Regions from separate parts of the Dromaius novaehollandiae genome. Here region 1 is linked to region 2. Evidence: chromatin contacts called from public Hi-C data. All regions are on one chromosome and are shown on one strand. Each heading gives the region's core, a stretch centred on a gene start, on an enhancer-like site or on the middle of the called end of the contact. The rest is flanking DNA. Distances are from core to core; before and after follow the strand shown.

Region 1 (4,225 bases), core at 490-2,989, 180 kb before region 2:
CGCTAAAGCTGCCGAAACACAGAAAAGCAGGACTTGTTTCTCCAAAGAGGCTGAAACCTGCCCCCGAAACAAGACCTGGCTTGAACAGAAGAGGCCCCTGGCACTGCATCACAGACACAGGACTGGGTGTGCTCAGGCACGATGAGCAGAGATAAGCGCATGGCATGGCGCTTTAATGACGCTAAAATCGACCCTTGCCACTGCCTGGCACAGAGCCACCACGGGTCACTGACCCGACACCGTAAGGGCAGAAGTCCTGCTGGACCAGAACTAGCCCTAACGGACGAAACTCACTTCAACGTCTGCAACAAAATCAATGTACTCCGTGGACTTTGGCTGGAGGTTGCTATTCAGAAGCAAGAATTACAATATGGAAGTTGATGTACAAGAAGGGTAACTAAATCCTTTAATGACTCAGTGTCCTGTACATCCCTGCCAGCTCCAGACCATCCTGGAGGCCAAGCAGCTGAACGAAAACTGGTTGCATATTGCTCCAGATCATTAATTAGAGGGGTAGCACTCTGTACGGATGAAAGCAGAGGACCTTGCTTCTGCTGTTGCTTTGGCTGCCGGGCTGCCAGGAAAACACGCTAAGAATCCTAGCTGCAAAGGCGTAGTATAAACTATGATTGAATCACTTATATTAACATCTATCACATTTAACAAACTTCTGCACTGAAAACCAGGATCGTTTAGAAGAACACTATACAAAAAACCTTGAGCAAACAAGAGAGCCGTTTAAGTAGGGCAGGTTGCCGACATAACAGCTCTTTCCCAGCCAGAGCGGTACATTTGCAAGGCATGACATTTAACGCTGCACCTCCATGAACAGCACACATCACGGATAAAATGCCACAAGAAAGCACACATAATTTTGTGAAAGCCAGAACTAACAAAACCTGAGTCAGTAAGGATATGTATCTTTTGTGCAACCAAATGCCTGTGCAACCGAATGTTATTGCCACATACACCCATAATCTGCTGCAGAGTGTTTTGCCAGCAGCATGTGGGCTACTCAGTTTGAGGAATTCAGCCATTGGCCAAGGGAAGCATTTAAATTGCCATTCCAACTCTTATAAGTAGGACCTTTGAAAACCGCCCGGATGTGGTCAATGGGAGGCACTATATCTTTAACTCTGCCCCTTCCCTTTTCTATTCCGTGGTCCCCAAACTTCTTCCAGGATGGGTATTTTGCAGATGCATACTCCCCACTGATATCTGCGTGATTAGAGCTCAGTATGACATTTCTCCCGTTGTCCAGGTTTCCCTCCCATGCAGACTTTCTGGCATGAAAATAAGAAGTGCAAGCTCCAACCTAGGCTTTTTTCACAGGTAAAGTTATTTATCAGGTTCTCTCACATGTGAATACTCTGGTACTTTAGAAAAGGTGAATTCCTAGCACCCATTCCACCCTCAGACAGGTCTCCCTCCTCTATCTCATTGCCTGTTTTTTGTGGGAACTAAATATCATGCAGAATTCCCCCTCTCTGATGTATCTGGTTGATATCAACAACCAGCTGCAGGAGTTACGAGGGAAAAGCACATGCAGTGAGTGGCCACGTAAGCCTTCTTCCCCCAGGGCATGTGATAGAAAACACCTGCTTGCTTCATTCCCCTCCAGAACTTAAAGGCCCCGTCAGACTACCGTCTGGGATTTTATATCCCAAATTGAGTCCTTTCCTCTCCTTAATGGTTTTAGTCTGCCCAACAGGAATGCATTTTATATCGCCACTGTTTGGTCTGAAAATAGTGTACCGACTGACGGCACTGTACGCAATGACTTCAAGCAGCCATGAGAGGTAGCCCCAAGCATTTCTGAAGAAAATGCCACGACTTGCACAGAGAGGGGCTGCTTGCAGTAGAGTTTCAGAGGAAAACAAAGATGTTTGTCTTTGTACTTGGGGAGAGTAGCCTTGGATTAGCATCCTCTGAGGGTTCAGCAGCCCTTGGCAGATAAAAGGCTATCAGATGTCCCCAGATCAGACCCTTGCTTGAAACGGACAGCTTCAGAGGCAGCTTTAGAAGAAAGCTAGAAGACTGACTGGCCACTGAGATTAATTTCTGTTACTCCATATGCAACGCACTGCTCCCTCCTGGAGCCACCATGTATTTGGTATTGCAGCGGCAATAGGTTCTCTGGATGCTGAGAGGACTTTGCTCTCCAGCATTTTCAGTTCAGCAGTCTCCCCTTCTCTCATGCACAAACACACCTGCAAATAATGTGAAACACAGAGAAACCTCAGCTACAGACAGAGGAGGAATGTGAACAAAACCAGACAAATGTCACCTGCACTTACATTGCTCTTTTTTAAGCTATATACTTAATTTTCTTGTTAGATAGACCTGGAGGTTTACTGGATTCAGTACTGAACAGTCCTTTGCATTAAGAATGGAAGAGAACTCATATTCATGAAACTGCAACTGAACTGCAACAACTGAAATGTTGCTGGTCGAAAGGCATTATTGACTTTCTCCTAATTTCCTTCCACTGCAACACCTTTTGCCGCCCCTACTTCACCTATCTCGCTTTATTTGACCTATTGACTGGAGGAGGAAATTCTCGTCCAAAGGCAGATGCCTGCTGCCTTGCCCTCAGCGCTCGGACACTGAACCGCTGGCCCAATTAGCTAAACCAAACCGGTGTGTGGCTGCAAGGCCACAGAGCTGAACTTTGGGGTCACACGTGGTCTCCAAACCACAGACTGCTCACAACAGTTGCAGGAAATTAGTATCTTTAAGATCTCCATTCTTCTGTGTGATTACCCGGAACAGATAGGAAACATGATCATACGATCCTGGCTGCTTTGGAAAACTGGGGTATAACCCCCCACAAGCAGTAGAAGGGGTGAGGAGGTGGCAGGAGCCCTTGGCGCATGCTTGTAGCACTTGTCCTCTCCCCACCTCGTCTTTCAGACCCTACCCATCATCTCTGCGATCTCCTGTTATTCTAAGCTCTCAAGGGTGAATATCCAGAAATTTTTCAAGACCCAAACAATTTCAATAGACTTGCTTCCCCTGCACGGTATGTCATCTATCTCAAATGCCAGCCTTATGTACCATGTTCATAAAGTATTCCCATGAGATAGCGCTGTGATAATGTCAAGCTGGAGACACTTCACAACAAGAAACCTGAGCTGTGTAGTTAAGCAGCTGTAACACTTTCCAGCTGTGACAAAACCTATCCACATACACCTCACAATTTCTGCTCTGTGCCCTGCCACATGATACACTCCCTGACAGTGTAATCCTTGTCTCCATTTCTAGTTTCACAGGATCCTGTGAGTAGACTGGCCTGGCTTCTTGACTACCCGGGGGATTTCCTTACCAGTACTCTACATGCTGCCATGTCTTCTTGACCCACTGTCCACAGCAGCCCAGCTTAGAGCCTGGGAAGGGGTCCTGCTTACTCATCTTAAAACATGGCTTGGTTCCCTCCTGGGAATTGGGAGAGAGCTATTTGAACCTCCTCAGGATGAGGAGGCCTAGAGGCAATCCGTTTTGCTACTGGAGGCACCCTCTAACCATCAAGTATGGTGCAAAAGGGAGGCTGATGGCAGCACCAGGACTGTTTTTGAAACAATGGTTGACTCCAGCCGTTGCGATGGACTTCATGCTGAGGACCTCATAGCTAAGCATGCTGTGAGGGAGCCCATGGGCTCTCTGCCTTGCTGGGACACAGGCTCAGGTTATGCCCTGTTCTGCCTCATATCTGGATCACAACAGAGCTCAAACGCAAAACATCACCTGCAGATGCATGGGTATTCACTTAGGCACTAGTGTAACATTATAATCCCCCAGAAAAGGTACCAAATTAATGTAGGCGCCTCCATAATAAGAACGAGGGATTCCTACATTGCACACCTGGACTTAGGTCCTGACATTGTGTCCAACTGCTTATTTTAGGTGCGAAAATAAGCACTTGTCTCAAGCATTTTCACAAAAAGGCTGCTCAGTAGTTTTTAAAGACAAAGAGCCTGAGGTTCTGCATCTTGTACTACAAAAACTGGCAGCCCTAACAGGAAGATTAGGACGAAAAAACCTTCTAAAACGCTTGGATTCCTAGAATATGATCTGCAGTCCCTTTAAGCCAAGGAAAATATCCCCATTTTGAACGACATCCCCGTGAGGAATATCCCTGATTTTCATGACAAGTAGATCAAGCCATTAGAATGATGTTTTCCAAGCAGCAGATCACAATTGGCAGGGTTCAAAAAGGCTTGCAAAG
Region 2 (4,519 bases), core at 1,002-3,501:
TTTTAAAAAGGGATTTTAAATCAGAAACAGCTTAAAAATATAATTTAAATCTATTATACAGCTGTCTATCATTCCACTGAGACAGCAGAAATTGTTCCTGTGCCATAGCTACACACTCAAACCACCAGTTTCAGCTTTTCTGAAGTCTGATTACAAGTTACATGGCTGTTGCTAAATAAATCACATAATTAACTAGAAACAGGTGACAATATCACTTCTTATTCAAAACTGTTCGGAAAATGATTCTAATTTTCTGGATACTTCTTATAAAAAAGATTTTAAAATTGGGAAAAGCCTTCATCTTTATAAGGTGTTCAAACAGCTTCCATTTTATAGAAACTGATTCCCTTATCTACACATCCTAACTGGTTGTTCTGTGGGAGAGGCAAACCACAAGTTAAGGAATGATATAGCATGGATCGACTTCCAAGTCTGATCGTTACCAAGATGTATACAATAATCATTTTTACAAGGAAGCCATACAGTGAGATTCTAAGCAGAAAACAAAGAACAAAGTTCTTTGAGAACTTGAAACAGTAAGAACAGTTCTTGACTACTGTTTTTCATATCCATTTACCCCACCCTTCTACAACCAAAAATCCTGGGACATTCGGGCCTAGTCACATGCACAGATTATATGTTATCAAATGATTATACAAGCTCAATAATCAGTAAGATTTTATATTTAATTTAGTTCATCTTATTGAGAATTAAACTCCAGTAATGACACATCATTGCTGAATAAGGCTGCAGGCATGCGAGTGGTGCAGCACAGGCCAAGCCACAGAATCGGAGCCAACTGTACCACAGCAACCAAACACAGATTCGCAGGCTGTGCACCAAAACCTGAAAAGTAGGTAGGTTCTGCACGAAAAGGCAGAGAAAACTCAAGAAAACTGTCCCCAGTTGGTCTAGAATTGAGAGTATTACATGAATTTTAGGATCTATACCAGGCACTATCAAGTCAAATCTTACTACTAACAACAGCTACATGTTAGCTAATACACACCTTCATGTGTTTACCTATAGCCCGTCCACACAGTGTTCAGTTTACTGCAGCCAGACTGGTCAAATTTGCAAAATTCATTACAGAAATTATTAAATGCAAATACAAAATAGTACTGTGAATACAAAATAGCATTAATAATTGAAGGGGTGGAGGGTAGAAACAACACTCTTTACCTTCCAGAAACCACAAGCGTTCCATCATCCAGCAAATATTCTTTCACATTCTCTGGCAGGGGAAGTATAACACTGGAGAAACAAGAAAATAACTTTAATAATAAATTCGTTCAAGTTAAATAAAAATAATATTTGTTAATAGAACATATTTCAGTAATGATACGTTCTGTTCTCTTACGCGGTGGAAAACTCTCACTTCTCATCCTTTCCCAAAAAGCAACTCCTTTCCCCCCACCCCAGGGAGGCAGAGGAAAAGGAAAGATATAGAAATGTTAAGTGAAATGCGTAAAAATACCTTCTTCTTGCTTCAAAACCCTAAGAAATTCTGAGTGTGCATGCAGCTGAGGCAGGAGACAGGACACTACACGCTGTTCAAAACCAACGCTTGGTTTCTCAGATCCAAAACTATATTTCCCTGTACCAGCTGCACATTCAAAAACCACATGACTATCACTGAATCGGCCAAAAATACACGTTTTAAATATTAAAAATCATGAGGGAACAAACGCTCTTGTTGCTAAACACCTGACCTTACAGCTTTTTTTATGCATCAGCGCCACGTTGAATTTAACTTTCCCAAGTTACGGCTCGTTCTGTGTTACCGCAGTGGGTCTTTGCCCTGACACTGCAGAAATATCTACAATTTTCAGGAATATCCCGAAACAGGAGCTCCGTTACTCTGTTCAGCAGCTTTCAGCCTCTGTTTCCTTGGGCAACGACAGGGGCCTGCACTCGATACGGTCAGTCAGCTCCAGCCCCGGCTGGTAGTTTCTCTCCCCCCGGCCCGGCCCCACACGCCCCAACCGAACCAGGCCCGAACCGGCCCCCAGCGCGGCCCGAGCTCCCGGCCCCGGCGCCCTCACCTGCGGATAGTGACGGCCCGGAAGAGCGGGTACCACACGGAGAACTGGCAGTGCACCACCTGCTCCTTCTTCATCCTCCCCCGGTCCGGTCCGGTCAGGTCCGGTCCGGTCCGGTCCGGCCCGCTTCGCCCCGCCGCTCCCGGAAGCGCCCGCTCCGCCCGGAACCTCCACTGCAGCCCGCGGCGCACCCGGACCGGGAGCGGTGGCGCACCCGGACCCGGACCCAGAGCGGCGGCGCACCCGGCTTCAACCGCCTCGCCTCGCCTCGCCTCGCCTCGGCCGCCGACGCTGCCGCTCGGTGCCGGGTCTCGGTGCTGGCCCGGCCGCAGCCCCGGCTGCGCTCGCTCCTCGCCGTCCCGCTCCCGAGGGCCTCCTGCGCCGCTGGGCTGCGGCTCGCCCCGGCCCGCGGCTGCCGGGCCCTGTCGCGGTCTCGTACGTGCGCGCCCGTGTCCCGGGGGGGGCGGGGGGGACACGTCCATTTGAAGCCCGGTGACTTCTGCCGCTGTCTCTCTTCCTTTGCTCCTGTGTCTTCTTACCCTTCCTGCTGGGGCCGCCGAGGGCTGACGGTTACCGGCCACCTCTGGGTGAAGGGCTGGGTGAAACGCTCCCTGTATTTTCCTTTTTTTCTCTTCATCTATAGGGCAAGAAACAGTTATTTTCCCATATTTTTTTCAGTGCCACGTGGGCCATCCACGCTGCTAAACATAAGGACAAAAACGATCCTTCCCCCCCCCCCCCCCACACACGTAGCTTTTCCCTTCTCCCTCTCTCCCATCAACTTCTGCTAATTAATTGGTTTTGTTTTTAGATTCAAACTGGTGAGATGTGAGTGCACAGACTGATGGTAGCAAGTTAATTTTGGATTAAAGTGACTTAGAGGTTTTTAGTTACGTTTATCCTGAGCACACGTATGTTAAAATGCTGCTGGTTAAATTGTCCATAAAGTAGTTGACAGGGTCCCTTCTGCGTGTTCTTTGAAAGAGACCCTCAGATATTAACTTTTTTTTATTTTGTTCCACCCTGAGCTTGTCTGAGGACACCGTGGCTGAGTTCCCATTAAAACTTGTGGTTGTCAACTGGGGTACATAGTTTGGGTCAGATAAAACCTTCTGAAAAGTGATATAGAAAAGCTAATCCATCGACTGTGGCTTGGATAGATTGATGTGAAGCCCCAGTAGCATGGCTGTTCTGTAAGCAGGCGTGTAGGCCTCACTTGGCTTAAGATTTTAACTTCTGGGAAGGGTAATTTTGAAACTGATGTCAGAGGGTTGGAAGATGCCTTCAAAGGAAGTCATTCCATAAGAGAATAAGCAATGAGGATAAAGTTACACCATCTGTGAATGGCGTGACTTTTTCGGGCCTGAATTTGACCCCACAAGAGGTAAATGGGGCAGGTAGCATGATTTGTCAGTAATGTCCTATAATACCCGTAATATTAGCTGTGAAAGCCATCAGAGGAGGTATAAGCAGGCCAAATACTTTTTCATAGTTTAGAATGCAAGTACTATTGATTCATGCTACGAAGGGTGATAAACCTGGCTATTTTGGCCTATTCTTAAAATTGCACTGATAACTATTAAAAAGTTACATTCGTAGAGTTCATCTCATCGTGGATCAAGTAGTCAAGTTCCCAGGCTGCCCTGCTAGCTTTTTATGATTTTCACTCAAATGATACAGTGCTAGTTTTATGGGGTAAAAGAAGCTGCCCGTCTGAGGACTGCAGGACGATGTCTACTCTGAAACCTAACATAGATTTTTTTTTCATTGCACCTTTTGATTTAATGTTCAGTTGCAGCTAATTTTGCTTATGAAATCTGAATTGTCTTGAGTACCTTCCAGAACTGCAGCCTTCAGTTACCCAAATGGTATTTCAGCTTTCTAATAACACAAATTCTCACTTTTATACAGTCAACTGAATATGGGAAAATAACTTTTTTTGGAGAACTTTTTAAAATGTCACTCATAGAGTTATTGCACCCACTAGTGGAGAAGATCAAAACTACACAAGCTGAAACAAAGGGGTCTTCCTCTCATTTTCACCTGTTTTAAGTTTTGGTGGTAATTCAAAACACTGAAGCTGTCTTCACTAATTTTTTTGTAATTTTCATGGCAAACTGTTCTGGACTCTGTCTCCTGCAGATGAGAACAAGCTGTGTTGAAAAGAGCTTCTGTCATGAGATGAAGTCCTAGGATGTATTTGTAATTGATATAAGAAAGTATTAATACTGTTCTACGAAGCATTAATAAAGCTCCTCATGGGATTTTGGGTACAACTCTGGTAATCCATGTTTGAGAAAGATCTACTGATACAGAAAGATTAGTGTGATCAATGGAGCGGGATTTCTTGTGAGAGGAGACTAAAAGAGGAAAACTTATTTAGCCTGTCCAAAAAAAGTTTGAGAAGGATATAGTTTACTGTCTGTTCTCTTGATATGTATCTGTCGTCAGCCAAAAAGGCTACAATTCTGCCCAAA

The links. A called contact is a pair of places that touch in the nucleus more often than the background predicts.
Region 1: a Hi-C map of ovary shows a contact between it and region 2, with 2.7 times the contacts expected there. The contact joins the enhancer-like site here to the promoter of CDC123 in region 2. A contact is called at or near these places in 3 of 4 Hi-C or Micro-C datasets (brain, liver and ovary).

Annotation. Positions count from the first base shown.
Region 1 is chr1:3,824,320-3,828,544 of bDroNov1.hap1, reverse strand. The region is part of intron 2 of CAMK1D (calcium/calmodulin dependent protein kinase ID); the gene reads right to left. Among named protein-coding and RNA genes, the nearest start is that of CAMK1D, 120 kb to the right of the region's middle. Within about 2 kb of position 1,739, at least 1 of the 2 cell types and tissues checked has open chromatin away from gene starts, as enhancers often do.
Region 2 is chr1:3,639,953-3,644,471 of bDroNov1.hap1, reverse strand. It overlaps CDC123 (cell division cycle 123), which reads right to left and starts at 2,251. Exons shown (of 13, transcript XM_026119288.2): 1 at 2,046-2,251; 2 at 1,183-1,254. The coding sequence starts at 2,119. NUDT5 (nudix hydrolase 5) reads left to right here and starts at 2,266. Exons shown (of 10, transcript XM_064503815.1): 1 at 2,266-2,477.